2 separate regions of the Mus musculus genome follow, and region 1 is linked to region 2. The links are chromatin contacts, called in public HiChIP or PLAC-seq maps. All regions are on one chromosome and are shown on one strand. The core of a region is the stretch at or near the end of the contact, and the rest is flanking DNA. Distances in the headings are between cores, read along the strand shown.

Region 1 (6,165 bases), core at 3,011-5,510, 120 kb before region 2:
GGAATCCAAAGGCAGGCACACACATGTCAGGGAACAGGCTGTCCTCTGATGGACAGAGCCTAAAAACTAAGGTAAATACATTCATGCATTCATGTTGACATTTCTTCATAATTTTTTTATTTATATATTTAGATAGATTTTGGATCTTAGGAAGAATCAAAGCATACCGACTATTTGTTTCAAACAACTTAATCCTGAATGACTGTCCCAAGCAGCCTTATTTGGAGGCCTCCTTGAGTATTACATCATGTTCTGGTATCACTGACTCCCACTGACGCCCACTTGTTCTTGAGTTTTCCTTTTATAACAAGATTGACACAACATGATGACTAAAGAAGCAAAGCTTCCCAGGCCAATTGAGTTTGTTAGCATATTTGTAAGACTGCGTTTGTTAAAGTACTGAGTATGCAGTTAGGTAGGAATATATCACCTGAAATTCCAATCTGGAAGGCCTACCACTTTGGCTACCTTCTGAAGATTCTCCATGGTTTGGATTGGATGAGGTGACCACTCATCTTGGACACAAAGTATTCAATATATGTGCACTCGAGGGTGTGTGTGTGTGTGTGTGTGTGTGTGTGTGTGTGTGTGTGTGAGAGAGAGAGAGAGAGAGAGAGAGAGAGAGAGAGAGAGAGAGAGAGAGTTAGTTAGTTTTTAAAATACTTGAATTTGGTTCTGTTTCATTCTGTAAATGTTACCTGGAGACAGAATTGGCCCCATTTCACTGATCCAGCATGAATAGCTGATTTGCTAAACATGCATCCTGGGACAATACCTTTCTATATTCAAAAGCTGATCCAGAATAAATGGGGAAAATCAGAAACTGCTTCCCCTTTTTATTTTGTTAAAAACCTTCTCCTTCCTTTCTTTCCCTGAGTGTCTATTCTCTGAGATTTGCTTCTTTAAAAGACAGATCAAAGATATTGCTAGCTAGGAGTCAGGAAGTTAGTGTCACCATTCCTCAGAGGTCAGCTGGAGAGCTGTGTCCGGCACCATGGGAAGTGGCCCCTGATCAAGGAAACACGGCCATGTGACAACCAAGAATCATCCAGAGCCAGACAAGCGGAAATATTCCAGGAATGGCTTTGTGGTTAACTGTGTTTTCCCACAAACTCCTCAGGGATTTTTAAGGAACCTGTCCAATCTCTGCATGCTTATGTGAAGATTATTGCCTGAGTCCTTTGTTTCTCTATTTTCTACATTGATTGTTGTTAAATGAAACGTAATTGATCCATAAACAAGACTGTAAATGGAATGAACTAGAATGAAACTAGTTCATAAATAAAAAGTAATGGATAAATAGATACATAAAATATTCTTAGGATTTTTTGGAAGGAGTGGTTGTTTATTTGATTTTATTTTAAAGGGTTTCATTGTTGTGCTATTGTTTTGTTTTGTTTTCTTTAGTGAGAAAGGACAATACCAAAGCTTCAAGTTAAAGCCATCTATACCTGCGGAGGTCTGGTAACAGATGACAACCTTAACCTGACCTACTTGGTTTTCAAATGGTCTTGCTCCGCATCCCATTCTCATTAGTTATTGCCTTACCTTTGGGCTGTACTGTTTTCTTTTCTTCCGTTAATGGAGCAATTTCCCTGCCTGAAATGGCACAAACAAAGGTAAGTTATTTTGTGCCAGAATGTTAGCAGGAGCCCATGTAAAGGGAAAATAACTGCTGGTCACATGAGTGGGTGGGCAGAGCAGGAGAAGGATGATTTTCACGTGCCCAATTTTACATGAGTGAAAAGCCAACACAGAACAGATCTCTACTATCCATTACCATGGCTTGCTTGCTTTACCATCATTGTAAAAGCCAAGGGCTTTTACTCCAATGACCTAATTCCTCAACTTCTGTCCCAATCATGTCATCCTTCTTCCTGTGAAAGAATTTCTTCCCAACCTGGTTTCTTCGCTTTTAGAATTAGCCACGTCAACACCTCAGTCTACATGCTTTCCCTTACCCTCACCAAGGAGGGTTATGTTTGAATTGAGTCTATATTATAGATTAATTACAGCACCAGAGAATGAGGTTCAATTTAAAATCAGGGCAGGGAAATTGCTCCATTAACGGAAGAAAAGAAAACAGTACAGCCCAAAGGTAAGGCAATAACTAATGAGAATGGGATGCGGAGCAAGACCATTTGAAAACCAAGTAGGTGACTTCTACCTAGCATAAAGGTTAGAGGTTAGATGTGAAATGCTGCTGTTATTATTGTTCTGAAACAGAGGCAAAAGATGAAGCTTTTCCTATAGATGATTGGTATCACATTTGTTGGTTTGTTAACCCAAGCAAAGCCATGCTTCACGAAGACACTTTACAAATAAACAACAGCAAAATCCATAGGTGGGAACAGGGAGAAAACAGCATTAAGAAGGGAATTCAAAGAAAATCTGTTGCAGAATCCTTTAGTTCTGGGATTCATTATCTACTGCTGGTCACAATCCAATAGTAAATATTTTAGAGTTGGTGCGACATAAACAATCTCAGTAGCAATTTCTTTCCTTTTCTTTTGTTTGTTGTTTTTCTTACATTTTAAAATGTAAACACCATTTCTGATTCCTTATTTGTGTACAAACCACCCACACACCAGACTGGGCTCACAAACTTTAATAGATTGTAATATCTAAAGCCAAACTTTGTCTTAGATAATCTATACAAAACTTTTTAAATTGGAGGCTGGGAAAATGGCCAAGAGGCTTATCTCCCTTGATTCTCTTACAGAGTTTAACTCCCAGCAGCCATGGCATGCAGTATGCCACCATTTGTAAGACCAACTCTCGGGGCTCCAATGCTGGTTTTTGGCTTCTTCAGATACCCACACACACACATGCATACACATGTTTAAAAATAAATATAAATAGATTTAGAACTTAAGACACTGAATTGTTTAAAAAGAATTTCACTGGGTTATGATTCAAGGGTAGGAAACAAGTTTTAAAATTATAATCCAAGCTGTCAGGTCAGAGGGCAGAATTATCAGTTTTCCTTTTCTTCCTCCATTCCAGAAAAAAATAATAAATTTAAGAAAATAATATTAAAAATGGGAGTTTTCTTTAAATTTTCCTTAAAAAGTCATAAAATACCAAAATAATTGCTGTCTAATATAGCTTTAGATGGGACAATCATGTATTCTTCATAAGTAGAATGATAATATTAACTTTTGGTTTAGTTATGTAAAGGGAGAATGGCCTTATCACATCTACAATTGGAAAAATGTATGAGAAAAAAATATCTAGTGCTAAGGAAACTAACTTAAGAGATAAACTATAAAATGTACAGTTGGGGATAGCAACATTTTTTTTTAATCAGAAAAAGTAATCAATGATTGTTTGTTAAAATTCTTTAATGTGAATGTTCTGGAATGATTAACAAAGCTAAGACCATCCTTCTTGGAAGGCAAGTGTCAGCTCAACAGAGAAAGGCACGACCTAGATTCTGTCACTGCAACGACCCTACTGTCAGCAATTTTATTCTCTGGTATCTCTTCAAATACTAAGAAAAATTTAAGCCTTTATATGAATTTTAAACTCTCACTTGTAAGTGATTCCCATCATGTTCTCATCAGGAAGAAGAAGGGGGAGGAGGAGGAGAAAGAGGAAGAGGAAGAGGAGGAGTTGGATAGTCCTGAGCATCCCCAAGGACTGCTAATCTCTTTCTAATGTTACCTGTTCCTCCAGACACCATGCACCTTTAAAGTAACACCTTACCCATATTGTCTCACAGGAGCCCACCAAAAGTAACTGAAGACTCCAGCAGTGTATCTTTGCCTTGTGGCAGTCTCCCTTTGTCTCCAGCTCTCCACAGAAACTTCCTTCTGGGAGTCTAGACCATGACTCTCCATAGCTCTCACACATGGATTTCAAAACTCCATCCCTGATTGCTGTCTGCTGAAACACTATAGCATCAAAAGCAAGTGAATGCTTCAAGCTCAGAAAGTCCTCTGGACTCACATCTAAAGCAGCACTCTGTTGGTTCACACTTTAAAACAAGCTATTTGGTACCTGCATATCCCCAGTTCCTTTTGTATGTTATGTATCCATGCTCACCTGCCACTCTCACTAATGTTCAGATAGGCATTGATTTCAGATTGCTTCAAAAGCTTTGTCATAACACGGCACTGTCCTTTCCCTGGGTGTAGCCATTGGAATGCTCTTTATTTGAACTTGAAATGTACTGTGATGACACAGATATCCCTAAATCTTGACAGTGGAAACAAAAGAGAATATTAACTTTTAACATGACAGCAAAGCCATGAGTCACTCTGAGCTCTTGTTTACTCTTCAGAGTGCCAGAGGCCTTACTGTGGCACAGGTCATGATCCCTGCCAGCCCTAGGAATCATATGATTTTTTTGACTCTGGTTGTAAAATATGTTTGGCTCTCATAATTTATACTATTCCAGTGGGATTCCCCTTATATTTACCTCTTAGATGCTGTCACCGTTGCCTTCTCCTAGTCTCCTAGTTATTCTTCCTGCTTCATATGTATGATGATTTGGACATCTTGCCTTGTTGGGTTGTTTTGGTATTTTCTTATCACTTGAAAGAAGTAATGTAAGATGAGAAGGGTTTGTTTTGATCTCGGCATAAGAGCTTATGGACTATCGTGGTAGAGAAGGCAAGAGTGAGGTAGTAGAATCATGAAGCAGCTGGGTCAGTGGTGAAGAAGCTGAGGTCATCCTGAGGTATGCCAGGTTTTAATAACACACACCAATGGCTATTTTTTTTTCAAGGAGGCCACATACCTCCTGAAATCTCTGTGATCTCTCAAAGAACAAACAAACAAGAACATTTGGGAAATAAATGTTTAAATGTATCATCCTATCAGGAATCCTTCAATTAAAATTATAAAAAATGATCTTCCCTAGCATTCTTAATGAAACACTCACTCTGCAATTACTAGAATGGGGTAAAAGTTCATATGAGATTCGTATTTCTACTTGTTCTGCATATGGGTCTTTCATGCCAAAAGTGCAACAAAGTCAGAGATAAAGGTCCAACTCTGGCAGGCATTATTACTGACTGGATAGTAGATAATGACTTGGAAATACTAATGAAGCACATAAGGAAATTTTAACACAAGAAGATGTATGATAAATAGTTTCATTAACCCTTTTTAGAAATCTGAAACTGTCCTCTTTAATTTTTTATTGGTTTCTTCCTATGGTAATATTATTAAAATATCTCATTTTTAAATTTCACAGCACAGTTACACACAAGTACAGAACTCAGTGTGCAGGTCAGTTACGTACGTGATACTGTAACTGACCATGCACAATTGGGATAGTTGTCCATAAAAATGAAGAAGGTTTTTAACACTGTTGCTTATATTTAACAAAAGATAATGGTGTGCTATGGGTCTGCTTTTATGAATAAGTTTCTACATATACATTTAAATTACACTCATATAAACATACATTTCATATATTTATCACATAGCACACACACACACTTCATAAGACTATTGAGAACTTTTTGTTGCAGACTCTTTTTTTTGTGATTTTCTCTTTTTTTTAATTTAAATATTTTTATTACGTATTTTCCTCAATTACATTTCCAATGCTATCCCAAAAGTCCCCATACCCTCCCCCACCCACTCCCCTACCCAACCATTCCCATTTTTTTTTTAGCCCTGGCTTTCCCCTGTACTGGGGCATATAAAGTTTGCATGTCCAATGGGCCTCTCTTTCCAGTGATGTCCCACTAGGCCATCTTTTAATACATATGCAGCTAGAGTCAAGAGCTCAGGGGTACTGGTTAGTTCATAATGTTGTTGTTGCAGACTCTTAAGCACCATCCTAACACTATCTCTTTAAACACCACCTTTATGCCAACCATCCTTGGTTACCATCCCTCAGAGTGCTCTTACAAGAGTGATGACATAACCTGACTTCTAAATGTCACACTAAGTGTTCCATGGTGAATTGTGTTTCATTAAAAATTTCTAAGACTCTAGCTACATATGTATCAAAAGATAGAGGCCTATTAGACACGCAAACTTTATATGCCCCAGTACAGGGAAACGCCAGGGCCAAAAAGTGGGAATGGGTGGGTAGGGGAGTGGAGGGGAGGGTATGGGGGACTTTTGGGATAGCATTGGAAATGTAATTGAGGAAAATATGTAACTAAAAAAAAATTCCTAAGACAAAAGCCTAATCCCTGTAAT
Region 2 (6,373 bases), core at 2,764-5,263:
ACCACCTGGGCAACTCAGTGAGACCCTGTCTCAAAATAATAAAGAGTAAAAAGATACCTAGGAATATATTTCAGTGATAAAGAGCTCAAGGCTTTAGGATAAATCTCTAGCAGCAGGAAAAATGTAAAAATTCTCAGGCTAACTCAACACTTTTGCAGGTCAAGACCAGTGATTCTTTCCCGAAAGAGGATGTGTTGGTATTTCTGAAACTGGCTGGTCCTTTGCATCACTAACTGCTGTGTAATTCTAAGCCTTGGCACAACTATGATCAAATCACAACGATGATTCAGTCCACAAGACAGTGCATGCCTATGTAATGAACTCCATTAAAGCTGTACAGAAGTTCAGACCAGGAACTATGAAGCCCTGCCCAGAGACTACGTTCACACTAGTCACTGATCATCTTTGTAAAGCAAACCACAAAAGTTGGTAAGTAAATGGTGATTTAAAAGTGGGAAAGAGACACTATCGTATTTATGAGAAAGGTCTTAGATAATCTGATAAAATAACATAGTCTCTATTTTTGAAATGAAGAGATATTTAGTTTTATTTTATAGAATTATTTCTATTTTATGAGTTTAGTATTAGGGTATAATAAATTCTTTGGTTTTTTTTTCCTATAGGAGAGCATTTATTATTCGTCACACAATAAAAAGTAATTATCATACAACTATATTACCATTGAACAACTTAATTAAAGAAGTGGCCTAACTGTGTTGCCTTTTCTATCAAATGGCCTAGCTCTGAAAAGATGGTGAGTATTTCTTGTTTTCCAAGTAGAAAGTGGGTTTTCTTCCTTTTTTATTGATGTAAATTTGTTCTTTGATAAGTTCATACATGTCTACAATGCATTCTGACTCCTTTCACTACCACCTTTGCATCTCCTCTTTTCCTCACAGGCAGAATATTTTGGGTTTTTTGCTGACCTACTACTAGAGCCATTGGTATGACCACAGTTTGGAACCTTATGCGATTTTTAGGAGGGTGTCCCAGAAATACAACCAAAAGTTCTTATCTTTATTCTGCAATTCCTCTTAATTTTTTTAAAATTTTTCAAAGAACTATTTTAAAAAAGGGAAAGAAAAATAATAAAAAAAAAAAAAACCCTGAACTTGTGTTAATCATTCAAATGTTGGAGCCCATATAGGATTAGAGAGCATGACTGTGTTTCCTTGGGAAAGGAAATAATAGCGTGACCAACCAATTGCTGTAGAGACAGAGGAAGATGAGGCTAGAGGGGAGCCGGGAGCTGTGGAGAACAGAGTACATAAAATTACTCTGGAGAGAAGAAGACAGCAATCTGAGCCTTTTCTTCTTCCCAGTTTGGGTGGTGATATCCTCAGATCACTCCTATAGTCGATCGATTCAAATCTACCTTAATCATTCATAGGAATGCCATAGAGTTTATGCCAGGAGGTTGTAGCTGCCATGTCCTAAGCCAACTCTCTGAGAAAATTGCATCAAACAGAGCAACCTGCACTGCAGATACCAAAGGAGATGGTGCATCATGAAGAAGGCTTGCAATTCATCATGGAAACAAAGATGCAAATGGAACAGGAAATCAGGAGGCAAGAAGATGAGAGTATATGGTTCTCCGGATTATAATTTCACTTTTTTTTATCATGAAGAAGTTGATCTTTTTGTTGCATTTTCACACTCAATTGTTTTGAGAAGAATTTCATGTTTATTTCATGTTTGATGCATTTCAGTGTTTATTGTTTTGGAAATACTGGTTGATCTACAACAAGGTATTACATATTTAGATAACCTAACACATCATTCACTGACAGTGGGACATGGGGTGAAAAACAACAGTCACACAGCTGAAAACAGAGCTAGACACTTCTCTAAAAGGAAGGCGGTCTTCTGACACATGATAGAGATTGGTTCTAGCTCACCAGGAGACATGGGGATTGGGACAGAAGGCAGCTGTGGGAAGAAGAAAATCTTTCTAGCAGCTGAAGACTTGAGGGGGATGTTGCTGCAATCTCTGCCATTAAAGAAGAGAGTGAATGATCTATCTTTCCAGGCTATGCTATTGTTTTCCTTGTAGGTTCCCCTAAATTGCCTTGTGTTGCTTTTCCTAAACTGTTGATGATTTTTCTCACTCCCTTCCTTCAAAGGGGAAGTACCTGGCTTATGTAGCATGCTCAAGGCTGACCTGGTGCCCTAGTTGCTTGTTTTGCTGTAATAAAAAACCAAGACCAACTCATGGAAGAAAAGATTTGTTTGGCTTAAGTGTTCTGATCATAGTCTATGGCTGAGGGAAGTTGGGGCAGGAACTGAAACAGAAGCTGAGGAGGAACCCTGTTTGCTGGCTTACTCTAGATGGCTTGCTCAGCTTGTTATTTATACAATCTATGACCACTTGCCCAGGGGTGGCACTGCCCACAGTGGGTTAGGTCCTCACAGACCAATCATTAATCATGAAAATGCCCCCTACAGACTCCTATAGGCCAATCTGGTGAATGCATTTTCTTAAATGAGGCTTCTTCTTCCCAAGTAAGCCTATCTTATATGAAGTTGACCAAAACCAAACCAAAACAAAACGGAACAAAATCAAATAAACAAACAAAACCTACCTAGCACACCTAAGCTACAAAGTGAGACACTGTTCCTAAAATAAACAAACAAAACTCACATGTTAATCTACTCTACCTGAGTAAATATACTCTCTGTCTCAGGCCTGAGCTACAGCCTTGGTAATAAGCCCTGAGCCATTCTTTAGCCTGCTGTGACTCCCTTTCCTGTGCACAAAACAGCAACAGTGCAGGAGGTTCTAAGATTTACCTTCCTGAACTAACTCAACAAAAAGGGGATGCTGAGTTCAGCACATGGTGTTCAGTATAAAGGTCTGCAAATGCGATCACTTTGGGGCTGTGGTTTTCATCAGACAAGCCGAGGTAACATTTTAATGTGATCATGTGCACATACCAGGGCCTGATTTTCCTAAATTGCTCTCCCTAAATGGAATTCCTTTACCAAAGCACAGACCCATTCCCCCGCCCCCCCAAGGGGCATACTAGTGTCGTTCTCCAATGAAACTCAATTCTGCACACATTAACTCCGAGGCAAGGCTCTAGTAAATCCACTTAAACCCTTCCATTTACTTATTGTGAAATTATTTGATTCCATATTTTCTATTTTAAAAGATCAGAATATGTGTAGCAGTGGGAGATAACTCCTTAGGCTTTTGACTTGTACATTCTCTCTTTCAGAGAGTGACTCGTTCATTTTGGTTAGATGCACGTTTATCATGATGCCGTTGGCTGAGTAAGACATAATGTTGATCATTTTGCTGATAATGTAAGGCTTAGAGAAGGCTAACACTTGTGCACATCTGCCTTCTCCAGCTCTTCCAACACTGTTAAAGAATGTCTTTTTAGTTGGATTTTTGAGATGTGTATTTAAAAAAAAAATCTGAGTAAACTTAATTTTTGGAATCTTTACAATGCTGACAGTGAGCATTTCCCTGCACACAGCCTTTAGTAGAGCAGCCAAGGTTGTCATGGTGAAATGGATCAGCGCTGTTTGCCAGGCAGCCCATGGAACTGCAGACAGGCTGTTGGTACAGAGCTAGCTACACAGGCCACCAGTTCATTATCTATAGCTGAATCTAGGTCACTGGGATTTGTTGATGCTGCAGCTGATCCTGAGGTACTTCTGTCTCCTTCAGTGTTCAAAAATGGCCCATGCACACTGGGTATCCCTTGTGGCTGCAAACACTGCAGGCTTAGATCCTCTCCTTCTGCACGATAAGTGTTAGTCTTTGCATTTAATTAAAAACTCTCAACCGTTTAAGCTGGAAAACATCACAGGTTTGCCTACCTCCGTGTGTGCCTCTGTGTGTGTGTATGTGTGTGTCTGTATGTGCATTCATGTACGCAAAACTTGACATGGAGATATCACACTGGAGCCTGCATTTCTCTTATTAAAATGCACATTCCAGAGGCATGAGCTCAATATTACAATCACATTCCTCTGTGAATGTAAACATTAGCCAGCAGCAAAGCTTGGCAGCTCTTAAAAATGAAGAGTGCTCAGGCTTTCCTCCATCCACAGCATGTGCCGTTTTCTCCCTAGGTACATAGTTTCACTGTGTTTGTGGTGGTGTATCTCAAATGGTAGGATTGTGGTGGTCTGGGCACGTGGTCAAAGACCAGAGCAGAAAGGCTTCAATATCTTTTCCCATTCACTGGTGCTGCTGACTGTGCTCTCCCATGATTGTCCTGCTATGTAGATCAGGCTGACCTCAAATGAACAGAAATCTTGACTGTGCCACTCAATGGGATTAAAGTCACGAACCACCATCCTTGGCTACCATGGATTTTCAAATAAAGCAGTGGAAATGACCTTTTTTTTTTTTTTTTCTGTTTTGTTTTAAAGCAATGTCAGGAATGGAGGTACATGCCTATAATCCCAGCATTCTAGCAGCTACGGCAGGAGGATTGTATGTTCAAGATTAGACTACACTGTCTGGTAAGAACCTATAGTGGTGTGTATTGCAGGAAACATTAAAAGAGAACAAGTTTTCGCACTAAGTCCGGCTACTCTCTACCCCGCCAACCCCACTGCCTCCATGGCTAGCCCCATGCAGCAATTGATTGCAGTCTTCCTAGCTCCAGTTCGCTTGCCTCAGTGGCTTGTTCCTAAAACCACAAACCCCTATGGTCTGTGGTACCATATTCCAGTAACACAGTAAAACAAAAGTCTTGAAGCTTATAATTAACCAGTAAGATTTATATATCAATAAATTCTCAATTCACAAGATGGCCACACAATAATTTCTGTGCCAATTGATACTGATACAAGCTGCCCACCTAGATTAGTCAAGTTACCCCAATTATTTTATCCCAATATAGTAGCATATCTACCCATGGCTATTCAAAGCCATGATGGTTCTGCATCATCCTGTCCATAGATCTTGCTTCCTGTCTCTCCCTCCATCCCATCTCTCAACTCTTAGCTATACCTCCCTTTTCCCTGTCCAATCACAGGCCTCCTGCTGCACTAAAATTTTAATGTAATTGGAGAGGGAAAATCCTGCCACAGGTTTGACTCAGAAAAGTCCCCATAGGCTCATGTATTTGAATGTTTGGTTCCCAGTCAGTGGAACTGTTTGGGAAGCATTAGGAGTTATGGCCTTGTTGGAAGAAGTGTGTCACTGGAGGTGGACTCTGGGGCTTCAAAAGCCCACTTCATGTCTCTCTCTCTCTCTCTCTCTCTCTCTCTCTCTCTCTCTCTCTCTCTCTCTTTCTCTCCATCTTGTGAATCAGATGCAAGTGCTCTGCTACTGCTCCAGCACATGCCTGCCTGCCTCCCTACCATGATGAACATAGTCTAACCCTCTGAGATTGTAAGCAAACTCTCAATTAAATGCTTTCTTTGATAAGTTGCCTTAGTCATGTTGTCTCTTCATAGCAATTGTAACCTAAAGACAGAGTCTATCAATCAATCAATCAATAATAAACAAAGGAGTGAATAGATAAGGCCATGAACTATATTTTGAAATAAAATCTTCCTAGACATTGTTATTTTTATGATCCTTTTCTTCCCATTTGGGTTGGGTTTCCCATGTGAAGTAAGTTACTTGATATTGAGCAATCTGTTTTTATTTAGATTGTACCATTTGAGTTAATATTTCCAGCTTCTCAGGTGAAAGAATGTATATACTCAGATCCTAGCAAGTCACCAGCCTTGCACTGTGAGTCTTTTGTTAATTTAGGTAGAGAGGGAAAAGCAAAGCCTTTCATCTCTACAACATTAAGATTGTGGCATAGGAAGATTTATTCCATGGGAAAGCTGAAGGAAATGGGGCCCGAATGAAAAGATTAACCTTGCTATGAAGACACAGGAGAAAGTGAAGATGATTATAGAAAAAAATATAAAATAAAATGCTTGAAGCCGATAGGAAGTGTAGTAATTGCCTTCTGCAGACAGGCACCCTGTTACTGATGACTGCAGTAGAAACTCAAACCCGTGTTTGCTTTGTGAGGATGGTCATTAGCACTTTCCTGCTCTGTGTCAGTCTTCCCTGCATCGATGCCTGATCAACATCTCTGTTGTATCACTTTCAGATATGGGTAATGGGTATTGTGCACATGTGTGTATAAGAGACTCTGTGTGTGTGTGTGTGTGTGTGTGTGTGTGTGTGTAATTAGTTCAGCAGCAAGAATATCAACAATGGTTACTGGTGCTCAGGTGTTCAGTTGTGTATTGTGATCTCTACCTCCAGACCTCAGTCAGGTTCTGCTACACAAATAGGGCAATGCTCCAGCCATGTGGCCTGCATGTGCTCCTTCTAGAAAAGGGTATACATTCATACTCTCATCACATCATTTCCTGCCAAAAAATACACCCTTTCTTACTTGAA

The links. HiChIP or PLAC-seq counts read pairs in DNA pulled down with a chosen protein or histone mark.
Region 1: a contact with region 2 is called in an HNF4G HiChIP or PLAC-seq map of pancreatic cancer cells. The contact joins two enhancer-like sites. A contact is called at or near these places in 1 of 15 datasets of contacts at CTCF or cohesin (the NIH/3T3 cell line), 2 of 484 Hi-C or Micro-C datasets (myocytes and ventricular fibroblasts) and 2 of 115 datasets of contacts at active chromatin or transcription factors (fibro-adipogenic progenitors and pancreatic cancer cells).

What each region holds. Positions count from the first base shown.
Region 1 is chr10:37,478,601-37,484,765 of GRCm38.p6, reverse strand. No RefSeq gene overlaps it. Among named protein-coding and RNA genes, the nearest start is that of Gm31330, 45 kb to the right of the region's middle. Within about 2 kb of position 4,260, at least 39 of the 459 cell types and tissues checked have an H3K27ac peak or open chromatin away from gene starts, as enhancers often do. A contact at or near this core is called in pancreatic cancer cells, where this site is marked.
Region 2 is chr10:37,355,066-37,361,438 of GRCm38.p6, reverse strand. It overlaps Gm31202 (a long non-coding RNA gene), which reads left to right. Exons shown (of 3, transcript XR_380243.2): 2 at 159-429; 3 at 624-741. Among named protein-coding and RNA genes, the nearest start is that of Gm31202, 6.1 kb to the left of the region's middle. Within about 2 kb of position 4,013, at least 103 of the 459 cell types and tissues checked have an H3K27ac peak or open chromatin away from gene starts, as enhancers often do. A contact at or near this core is called in pancreatic cancer cells, where this site is marked.